Regions from separate parts of the Mus musculus genome. Here region 2 is linked to region 1. The links are chromatin contacts, called in public HiChIP or PLAC-seq maps. All regions are on one chromosome and are shown on one strand. The core of a region is the stretch at or near the end of the contact, and the rest is flanking DNA. Distances in the headings are between cores, read along the strand shown. Region 1 overlaps Msra (methionine sulfoxide reductase A). Region 2 has its middle 64 kb from the start of Mir124a-1hg.

The links. HiChIP or PLAC-seq counts read pairs in DNA pulled down with a chosen protein or histone mark.
Region 2: a contact with region 1 is called in an H3K27ac HiChIP or PLAC-seq map of extraembryonic endoderm stem cells. The contact joins two enhancer-like sites. A contact is called at or near these places in 3 of 115 datasets of contacts at active chromatin or transcription factors (embryonic basal ganglia, extraembryonic endoderm stem cells and large pre-B cells) and 1 of 9 other capture datasets (embryonic stem cells).

The regions. Positions count from the first base shown.
Region 1 is chr14:64,263,430-64,269,272 of GRCm38.p6, reverse strand. All of the region lies in intron 3 of Msra (methionine sulfoxide reductase A), which reads left to right. Gm41176 (a long non-coding RNA gene) reads right to left here. Exons shown (of 5, transcript XR_001781294.2): 1 at 3,327-5,843. Among named protein-coding and RNA genes, the nearest start is that of Gm41176, 5.8 kb to the right of the region's middle. Within about 2 kb of position 3,487, at least 29 of the 459 cell types and tissues checked have an H3K27ac peak or open chromatin away from gene starts, as enhancers often do. A contact at or near this core is called in extraembryonic endoderm stem cells, where this site is marked.
Region 2 is chr14:64,521,310-64,527,152 of GRCm38.p6, reverse strand. No RefSeq gene overlaps it. Among named protein-coding and RNA genes, the nearest start is that of Mir124a-1hg, 64 kb to the left of the region's middle. Within about 2 kb of position 2,147, at least 11 of the 459 cell types and tissues checked have an H3K27ac peak or open chromatin away from gene starts, as enhancers often do. A contact at or near this core is called in extraembryonic endoderm stem cells, where this site is marked.

The sequences.
Region 1 (5,843 bases), core at 2,238-4,737:
TGTCCAGCCCCACGACTTTTGTGACCACTGAGTGACTCCTTGTTATGTTCTGGATTTTGGCTTGTTGTTAGACACATAGTAGTGTCTCCTTGTTTTGCTTTACAACTCTCGACTGCTGTGATCTGGAGTGTCTTTCTCTGTGCGTTTTTGATCTATAGATCTTCCTACCAGAAGAAGACCAGAGTGGCTCTAGAGATGTGGTTTTCAGTCCTTCAAAGGAGGCTTTTTATTTCCAAACTACTGAAGTATTATCTTGTATGTCTTGCTCACTTGTATTGGTCTGACACTGGCTTGTACACTTGGCTTTCTCCCCCCTTCATTTATTTGCTAATACTCTGCTGTTTTCTTAGTGGATCATAGACAGTTTCCCTGACTTCACACTCTCTCTATTCCCTAGCCTTTCCATTTGTTCTCATTATGTACAGACAGAAGTGAGCGACTTGTATCCCAGACTACCACAGTCAACCGTACATACGTCATACATGTATACCACTCAGAGAACCATGGAAATACATGGCCCAGTTCTTTTTTTATAACACATTCAGTGATAGAATAATAAGGTCATTAAGGGCAATCAGCATTTTATTCCATCCTTGATTATATTCCTGATTATAGTTTGTTGTCTTTCTTAATATGAAATATGAAGCATGTCTCTTCCACCTTTGATGAATACCAGCATGGTCCTGGGCTGCAGTGGGAAACCTTGTCCACAGCCTGATTGCGTATTGTTTACCCCACCCCCTCCCTGGTAGGGTAATCATGGCTCCTGACACTTCCTGGGAGGACACAGCACTTAATCACGTAATTATGTTTCTGGATGGCTGTCCTAAACGATGGGAAGCACACCCTGCCAGCAGCTCACGGACAGAGTTAATTTGGAGAGAGACAACTAGGCAGTGTAGACATGACTAGATTTTGCTTTTTTCTCGCTTGTCCTTCCATCAGGGCACTGGCCCGTGAGCAGAGTGTGACTCGGGCTGCAGGCTGCACTTTTCCAGGGATGAAGCTAGTTCAGTCATTCCTGAGAATTACGGAAGGGCTCAGTGTTCAACCTGACCTGTGCTCATGGCCACAGCTCTGCATAGCAACAGAGACCAATAGAAATGGACACTGGGCTCTGAGGATCAGGGTTGCATCCTGAAAGTCCCTAACACCTGCTAGGGGACCTAGACTGAGTCCTGTGGGGCCTCCTAGTATGCCTGCCTTATCTCGCAAACAAGGAAGAAGAGTATAATAGTGTGGCCTATTCAGTGCAGTGTTCCTACTAAGACCAAAGGGCCAGGCATTCCTCATCTATTCATTCAGAAGCATGGACTTGGACTTGTTCAGTGCTTCAAGTATTGATTGGTCTTCCCTCCTCCAGGAACCACCTCTACACCCCACATCCCTCGTCTACCCCATTCCTCTGGCAGGCTTTCTTTATGGCATTTACTACACTGCAGTGGCTCTTTCCTGCTGGAGTAGGAGTCTCTTCAAAGCCTTAGTGCCATGTAATAAACACTGGATGCATTAAACAAGCAAATGAATAGCTTCGAGGGTGAACCGGCAGCATCGTGTTAAAAGACTCCATGGCCTCATGGAGAAGACAGCATGCCTGTGAACTGCAATGAGCAATTCATTTATTCATTTTCAAACAAAATGAGGCACTTCATTCACATTTCATGAAGTCACTTTTATTGACTCTTAGGATATTTGAGTGCAATGTGTATTGCTGAAAACACGACTTCTAAAATGAGTAGAGGAGATATGGAGAGAATTTACTCCTGGGTCTGGCCATTATCCACTTGTAAGTCTTGGCTTCCTGTGATGCCCCACCCTCTCCTCCATAAAGTATGCTAGTCACTCAATCCACATGCTCACAGCACTGTTGGTTGCCTTCCTTACTCTAGTTCTTTCTGTGTTTGTCGAAGGTGCATGCATGTTCATGTGTGTAGGTGTGTGTAGGTCAGAAGACAACGTTGGGTATTAGCTTCAAGCACACTACCCATTGAGACAGGGTCTCTTATTGGCCTGGAGCTCATCAATTAGGTTAGACTAACTGGCCAGTGAGCCCCAGGGGCCTTCATGTCTCTGCTGTCCTAAAGCTGGGATTTCAAGCACAAGCTAGCATGGCTGGCATTTGTACATGGGTTTTAGGGGTTGTCAAATTTAGGTTCTCCAGCTTGCAAGGCAAGCATTTTACCAACTGAATCATTACTCTAGCCTGCCTGTCTGTCTATCTATCTATCTATCTATCTATCTATCTATCTATCTATATCTATCAAATCTATCACCTATCTATCTCCTCCCCCCCTTATCCTTTAGAGAAGGGCCTGATATGTAGTTAAATTCTCAGTAAACTATCATTACTAGGTTAAGCAGGTGCTCTACCAAGTTCTGCATGAAAAAGAAAAAGACAGTAATGCAGGTCTCAGAAGTGAGAACATCTCAGGTGCTTCTTTGCCACCACGGGATACTAATACAGTGTGGGGACCCAGTATTCCTTGTAAGAAAGACTACATGGCAGTTTCCTTTTCTCTTCTTTCTCCTTCCCCTTTTCCTCCCTTTCATTGTTTTAATTTTGACAGAACTCTGTAGTTCTGGCTGGCCTCAAACGGTCAATCCTCTTGCTTCCCCCTTCCAAGTGCTGATATTTCAGGTGTCTTAGTTAGGGTTTGTATTCCTGCACAAAACATCATGACCAAGAAACAAGTTGTAGAGGAAAGGGTTTATTCAGCTTACACTTCCACATTGCTGTTCCTCACCAAAGGAAGCCAGGACAGAAACTCACATAGGGCAGGAACCTGGAGGCAGGAACTGATGCAGAGACCATGGAGGGATGTTACTTACTGGCTTGGTTCCCCTGCCTTACTCAGCTTGCTTTCTTATAGAACCCAGGACTACCAGCCCAGGGATGGCACCACACACAATGGGCCCTCTTACCCTTGATCACTAATTGAGAAAATGGCTTACAGCTGGATTTCATGGAGGCATTTCCTCAAGGGAGGCTCCTTTCTCTGTGATAACTCCAGCTTGTGTCAAGTTGACACACAAAAGCAGCCTTTACAAGTGTGCAGTGCAATGCCCAGCTCATGCTGTGTTTTTAAACAAACTACACTGAGCCATCACATCCATCTCTATACACCTAGCGGAGCTCACCAACAGAAGAGAGTTGTTTCATGTTACCTTCCTAGAATCCAAGGATAATTCAGCTTCTAGCTGCTGAGACACAGTTTTACAGCGGTAACCTTCTCCCACCTCCTGGGACCCTTACTTTTAGTCTTCTGGAAGACATGCAGATTGGAACACAATGACTCTGAGCAGATAAGACATCCCCTGAAACCCACCTGCAGGCCGGCTCTCTGTTTTCAGCTGTCGTTTGTCTCCAGGTCTGAATACTTCTCCAGTGCCTGTATTGGCAGCTGAAAATGGAGTGCTAGCCAATGCCGGTACATTGTTACCGCAAAATGCAACTGGCCACCACACGTTGTGTTCAGATAATGGGCAAGAGGAGAATTTATCCAAACAATTGTGCTCAAAGAGACCACACTGCAGAGTGAGGCATTTAAATGGTTCCATTGTATGATTAGTCCTTTGTGGACTCTTCACTGGGAAGATAAAGGTTTAAAGGAATTCCATTTCTTAAAGAAACAGAACTTAGAATCAGAAATATGTTATGCTGTAAACCTGCCTCTTTAAAACCAAACCAAAACCGAAACCAACTGTATTACCAATGACTCCTGGATTGCTTTTTGTTGATTCTGTGAGGGTTTTGGTCACAGGACATACACAGTGTATGGAGACCAGGGATGGGTACTTAATGGAGTCAGTACGGTGGTGATGGGCATGGGTCCTAGAGACAGCAAGCATGGGAATCAGCTCACTCCCACTTTAGAGGAGAGTGTCTTCTCAGCTTCCTGGAGGCCTTGTTAAAAAGCATCAGAGCAGATTAAGTAGATTCATAGCACTGTGTCAGTGAAGGGAAGCGATGCTGGTTTTCTGGAACTGTACATTCCATAATATGATGTCGTTAGAAATATTTGTTTTGTTTTATATACCCATCTTTTAAAGTTTTAGTTATATTCCCACATTCTATTACAAGGAATAAAATAAAGTCCTAGACTTGATTGGTTATTTTGACCTTGAGATTTGAGCTGTGTTGTGTGTGTGTGTGAGGGGGGCGGATTAGGAGAGTTAGAAAGAGAAATAAATGGAAGGTGGGTGTGGTTATGTTTCATTGTATCCGTTATAAGATTCTCAAGAATAAACAAAAATTAATATAAAAATTAGCGTGCTGTGGTGGCTCATGCCTTTAATCCTAGCACTCAAGAGGTAGAGGCTGATGGTCTCTATGAATGTGAGACCAGCCTGGTTTACATAGTGAGTTTCAGGCCAGCCAGGACTATATAAAGAGGCCCTGTCTCAAAAAACAAATAAATAAAGTTCTCCCTGTTTCTTGCTTCTAGATAATGTACAGAGATGTGGAATCACCTGTAAAAGACAATGTGATATTGTGTGGGGGACTGTCAGGACGTCACATTTCTATTTATTAGAAACTGTCTCCTTTTGGAGGAATACAGGAAACAATCCATATTGGATGCATTGCCTTATGAATGTGATTAAATTTTAACCCAAGTTAATTATAGAGAGAATGGAAAAGGAAATTTACAGATTAGTGGTTGGCACCTTGGTGTTTATCACCTATGATACTGTCACAATGATGAAGGGGACAGTCACTACCAGCAAGTCAGGAGTTGTGAAGCCATATCAGAACAACTATGCTTCTAATATGGGCAGGATGCCAGGGAGGAGTCTATACAGGATTCTCTGATTTCATGAGCATCAACATGAGGGCTTGGCACAGCACACAACATTAGTTCATTCATGTGTGAAAAAGCAAGGGCCTGCCTCATTCCATAGTCTTTGGGATTTTCCTCAACAGGAGAGAGTTGGCCAGCAGGCCGAGGGACACAGTGTGGGAATCTTCAGCCGGGACTAGGTATCCAAGCTGAAAGGCAGGCTGGGTACCTGCCCACAGCCTGGCTGTGCCTCACACAAACACGGAATTGGCAAGAATCTCATCCGTCTCTGCAACAAAAGCCTGGGTCTATTTCAAATCCTCACTTTCCTGGCACACGATTTGCTTTGGCAGTAAATGACTTAAAGTCTGTCTGCAAGTTCCCTTTTTTCTCTACTCCACAGGGGAATAAAAGTTTTCATCCTTTTGAAGAATGCTCAAAACTTAGTAATAAAACTAACAACTTTTTGAAAGTAGGCAAATCCTCTGAATCAGGTCATCAGAGAAAACCCACAGATGCCATATAAGATTTTTTTTTGAGGTGTTCAACATCATTAGTTATCAGAAAAAAATGCAAATAAAAACCACATTTATCTGCTACTAGCATTCTTTTAAAATAGCTAAATTAAGGAAAATCACTGTCAGGAGAGGAGCTAGCTCTGTGGCTAAAGCATTTGCCCTACAAGTGTGAGAACCCAATTTGGATTCCCTAGCACCCAAGAAAAGCCTTACACAGTAGCTTGAGTCTATAATCAGAGCACCTCTAAGGTGAGATGGGAGGCCGAAACAGGAGAATCCCTGGGAGCTTGAGGGCAGCTAGCTTGGCATGCACAGCAGAGGACAATAAAGAGTACTAAAGACAGACAGAGAGGACTAACACCCAAGGTTGTCCCCTGCATTCTACGTTCATGTCGTGGCCCACACATATTCCTCAACATACTCACCCAACTAAAGATGAGAAAACAACTGTCAGCATTGAGAACCAAGGAGGATGCTGAGCTCCTGGGACTCCTGCTCTGCTGGTGGCAACACAGAACACCATGGCTATGTGGCAAAAAAGCACTTG
Region 2 (5,843 bases), core at 898-3,397, 260 kb before region 1:
TATAATAGGATCTGATGCTCTCTCTGGTGTGTCTGAAGACAGTAACAGTGTGCTCACATACATAAAACAAATAAAAACATCTTAAAGAAAAAACCGATGTGCATTAAAGAAAAACTTAATTCTGTTTTTTTTTTTAAAGGTCACTGGAACATTGCCTGCAGTCCAATTTTCTCCTTAATCCTCACTGCTCACATATTAGCTATTCTATGTGAGGAGATAGAGGAGAATTATGGGAAATGGGTAGGAGAAGAGAATTAGAATTACAGCAGCAAGAAAAAGATACCCAGAAGCCCTCTGCTTTAGACAAGAACAAATTCTGCCTGTTTACTCACACAGACAACTGTTTAAGACTTGGATGTGGGACTGTCCTGTTCTTATGATCCAGAGTCCAGGCATGCCACATAGGACACCTGTCAGGTTGTTCATCTCTAGGTGTCACATGTAGATATGTAGACAGAGTCAGGGAAGACTGTTCTGTTGGCATAGATTCTCCACCAACCCCTAGAATGGCAAAGGACCATTTGAGGCAGGAAAAAAAATAATCCATGATCTAAGATCATGTGTCCTTGAAATGTTCCTGGTCTTAATTTAGTTTTTGATGTAATTACACAGTTTTACCAGGGTCAGGGTTCGAGGAGAGCAGGAGAAAATCTGACAAGTACATTCTAACATGATGGGGGATGTGAACTGGTCAAGCCTTCAGTCTCGGGGCTGCTGTCAGCAAATGGGGTGTGTCAAAGGCTTCAGAGTGGTAGTGTGTCTGCAGCGTGGGGAGGGAAGCCATTTCTCTTTGGATTTGAAAATCACTTCCTGGCAAAAGCAGCAAAATTGTAAATTCCCAGTCTGCTTTTAGTTCTCTGGGGAACACAGTATTACAAAGTGGAGGGAGGCAGGGACAGAGGAGGGCGGGGGGATGCGAATGTGAATATCATGGAGGAAAAAAAAATGACCAGTCCTGACATGATTCACAATGAGCGACCAAGCAGAAAAGCAGGCACTTGCTCTTCTTTAAGTATACCAGGTGAAGACGGTTTTTTAAAAAGCTGACAAAAAGAGACAAGATATTTTCTGAAATTAATACTAATCACGCTGACATCAGGAAGCAACCATTCCAGCACAGAATGGCCCAGAACAAGAACACAGCCTGGAACTGCGAGACTGGCAGAGAGAAGAAAATGAACTGTCCAGGACCAGACAAAGGCTGTGCTTTGTCACATCTGATTAAGGCTTTCTACCCATTCCTCAATGAGGAAAGATTGGAAGTTACCCTGAGAGCCCTGCCTTGGATTTCCTGTTGTTGTTTAAGTTAGCCCTACACAGGAATTCCTCTCTGCTCTGTGTGAGATACATTCCAAGATCCACAGTGGGTGCATGAGACTTTAACTAGTGTCATAGGCTACAGAGATTACATTTTTTTTTCCTTAGCAGACATAGGATCGAATTTAAAATAAATTAATTATAACAACGCACCGTAGCAAATGCCAGCAGTATGACCCCTGCACTTTAGGGTTATCATTGAGTAAGAGAAGGGTCATTTAAACACAAGTACTGAGAAACTAGACAATTGATCTGATAACCAAGATAGTACTAAGTAATAAAGGACAGTGTACTCTATTCCCTAGACAAAGGGCGATTCATGTCCCAGGCATGAGTGGGAGAGTGTAGGACTTTGTCACCATACTCAGCATGGTGCGCAATCTAAATTTTATCTTTGGGCTGGGGGTGTGTGGTCTTAATTGGTTAAGAGGATCTTGCAGACTGATCGGAGAGCCAGGTGGACTTTTCCAACCTCTGCAGAGAACACTGGAGTCCCGAGCATTGGCCTTACGGAAAATGGACTTAGCCTGGTGTATTTATGTGTCTCTGTGTTAGCTCATCGCTCTGATTCCACACGGAGCTGGTCCTTCAGTTTCAGTGTACTGCTTATATTCTATCATCGGATATGTTTTCCCTCAGCTTGTTGGTGTGTGGATATATGTGCAGCGCAAACCAGTGGTGTGTGTGTGTGTGTTATCTTCCTCACTCATTTCCTATCTTACTTTTTGAGACAGCATCAAAATATTGAGCCTGTAGCCCACCAGTTTGGTCAGACTGGCTGGCCAGCAATCTTCAGGGATCCCCATCTCTCCCATCTGGTGCTGTGTCTGCCCTGCTTTTTTATGTGGGTTTTGCTGGTCAGGCACAGGTTCTTATGCTCTCAGACAAGCACGCTACAGCCGGAGTCGTCACCCCTCCCCCATCCCCAGCTCTTTCTTGACAACTCTGAAGATTTCAGAACGTTCAGCCTAAGAATGGGAAGCCATACAGTGCGAGAACTCAGTCCCTCAAGTGGCTTTGCTCTGCTCAGCATAGGAAAGAAAGCAGGAGAAGGGGGGGGGGGTGGCGAGCGTGAGGAGAAAAGTTAGACACATGGCTGCGAAGGGAGTTAGGTGGGTTACTACTTGGGGACTATTTGGAACAAGGTGGGAATCATTTGTGAGGCTCAGGCAGAGCAGCCTGAAGCAGGGTCTGAGAACGTCTGCAGCCAGCTGGGGGCTGGCAGGGTTCTCTTTGAGAGGCATCCCTTAGTGTTTATAGATCGATTAGTCTTCTGACTTGTCTAAGTCTTTCCTCACAACATCTGTTTATCGGCCCTCGGGCAGAGCAGTTGCACTGCTAACATGTGCCCTTGTCAGGGACACTTTGTGACAGACATGCTCCCTTGCAACATCTCCTGGAAACTGGTATGCCTGCCAGGCTGCCATGTGTTCTGAGACTTGATTTTTTTCTTTTCTTTTCTTTCTTAGTTTTACAATTTTTTTTTGGCATGGTGTGCATGTGTGCTAGAATGAATGTTTTGAATAGTGTGTGCACCTACGTATGGGTATATGTGAATACAGTGTTTAATACATGTTTTTGTATGTGTCTGAGCACATCCATAAGTGTGTGTGTGTGTGTGTGTGTGTGTGTGTGAATGTGTGTTCACAAGGATGTGGAGACAGAGGAAGGTTGATGTCAGAAACCAACCTCAGTGACTATTCTTCAGCCTTATTCATTTAGAACCTTGAGCTCAATTAAACCTATGAACTACTGATATGGCTAGTTTGTTAATTTGCTCTGGGGATCTCTGGTAGAATCTTTTGGGGCTGTAATTAAAGGTGGATCACCACATTTATATGGCATAGACATGGGTTTAGAGGGCTCTGAACTCTAGTCCTCGTGCCTGCTCGGTAGACATTTAACCAAGGAGCCATCTCTTCAGGACTGAGGAATGAGAAGATAGGTAATTCTAGGCAAATTCCCATGGAGTCTGAGCTAGCTCTCATTTTTAGTTAATCGCTTCGGGGTTTGACTTTGTGAAAGCAACATGGCTGTAAGATTCTGTAGTCACTACTGGCTCTTTAGATCCTTTCAGGTGAGCCCTTTCCTTTAGCTCTATTCTAGCACCAATGAATTGGAACATTCCAGGTCATTTCCCTGTGAATCTTTCATGAGGTGTTAAGGTTTGGAAATGTCCTCCAAAGGCATGGATGCTGATGGTTGGTTGGCTCTCCAGCCTGTAGCGCTATCAGGATTCAGTGGAACCTAAAGGAAGGTGGGGCCCAGTGGGAGGAAACTGGGGGCATGCTCTGGAAGAGGACATTGGGACCCTGGCCTTTTTCCTTACTCTACTTCTGGGCCACCACGGGGTGAGCAGCATTGCTCTGCCACCTGCTCCTTGCCGTGACACTGCCTCAAAGCTGTGAAGTCAGCTGGCCACAGACTGACCACCTCCGCAACAGCAAACCTCACTAAATCTTCTCTCTCTTAAAGCTGAGAATCTTGGGTCTTTTGCCACGGCTATGGTGATTGGGCATGCACACAGCTGGTGCATCTGTATTCTAGAGAGCAAGTACTTCTGGGAAAAGAGTCTAGACTCAATTTTCTGTGACATTTTCATAGATTCAAAAGGCAATTTGAGAGCATTTCCACTCTGGCAGTGTCTGTTACATGTGACGGAACTGCAGGCCAGAAGCATGTCCCCCTGTCCTCCTCCCGCCCATCATACCCCACTCTCTTTCTCTTTGCCTCTGTTTAATGTATCTTGTTAAGCCTGCAATCTTAGACCTTTAGGCTCCTGTGCATAGCACTCAGAAATGATTCTATGCAGATCTGGATATAATTAAACTTGCTTTTCCTTAACAACATGGTAAGATTGGCATTTTAGCATCCCAAGTTCTTTTTTTCTCCCCTGATAGATTATTATTATTATTATTAATTCAGATAAAGCCAGTGTTGTATTATTTTGAATGCTGGGAGAATGGATTTCTTTTCTTTTCTTTTTTTTTTTTTTTTTTTTTAGTTTGGAGTTTGAGGCAATTAGAGCCACAAATTAATTTCTCACATTAAGAAGAATGTTCCGTCTTCCGGTCTGCACCTGCTCAGCCCCCATTTCCAGTCATCTGGAGGCTGCTACCCTAAACAGGAAGAGGAAACACACATGCGGGGACAGAGGGAATCACTAATGGCTAATCAATAACCAGGCAGTGTTTCAGAGCTCTAAAGAGACGTGGTTCAGGATTACGAAAAACCAGGGAGGGGGGGCAATTAGTTGTGGTTTCACTTGTGTGGGGGTTACCGGAAAGATCCTGAACTTATTATCAACCATCAATACCTAAGTCTAGTGACTTCAAACCCAGCAGTGAGTCACTGTGCCCATCTTCTCTCTCCTCCCTTCTCCACAACCATGCTTCTTCTCTTGAATTCCAGCCTCTGTTCAGGTGTCAGCTTCTGCGCCATCATCAGAGTTGGATGCTTTCCTGCTGATCTGCTTCCGCAAGCTGTTAGGGACCAGGGTTAGCTGTTTGTCCAGGATCCATTCTACCCTTCTCCTGTGTCTTGCAACACCATCAGACTTTCACTTGGGGATGTTATTTTGAGGTTAGGGTAAAATACACTCTACCCATTGCCCAAGTGGTGGGTCCAGACTAGGTAAGGAGAATCAAAGCAACCCTGTCTTCTTTGCCACAGAGATTGTCTGAGAGGCCTCATGAGTGTTTGGCCTTCACCTATCTCTGTTGTTGGCTCAGGATGAGCTCAGATGGAAGCCCTGAATTAAAATAGAAACATATCCTTGATTAGGGGTGATAGAGGGACACTAAAAACTCAAGTCAGCTTAGCACAGTGGATTCAAGCTACCCTGGGAAAGACAGGGCTAAGGTAAGCAGTCAGAATTACGTTGAAGACTTCAGATTTCTTTGTTTTCAAAAGGAGATTGTGAGGCATTGACCTTGGCTTTAGTTCCAGCCCTGTGGGTGTGAGACTATGGAGATGTGGGGATGGAGAGGTAGGACTGTGTGAGATTTGAAGAAAGGCTACGAGTAGTGCTGATATCCACTCTGCTGGACCATTGCACAGACTCCTGGGTCTGCTTTCCCTCCAACGTCCTCTTTGTATGCTTTTCAACTATGGTCATATTCTGCCTTTGTTTGTGTTGTTCCAGAATATTCTTTGCACCTTGCTTTCTTGTCATACCCTAGCCTGTCCTGGTTATGTCTAGCATTGACGAGAACATTGTACACACACACTCTCTCTTAGGATTTATATATTTATTTTATTTTATGTGCATAGGTGTTTAGCCTGAACGTATGTCTATCATGTATCTACTTTCCTCTTCTACCAGAGGGTGAATTCTTGAAAGCCCATTGTTCTAGTCTTTCCAGCTCTGAAGCCATGGCTGTGCCCTGCACAATAGGCTCAGTTGGTATTTCAGTGCAGTGTGAATGAGCAGATATGAATGCAGGGCACCATGTGGGATACAGGAGACTGTAAACCACAATGCTGGATGAAGATGTCAAACATTCTTACCACTATTTAGTGCAACT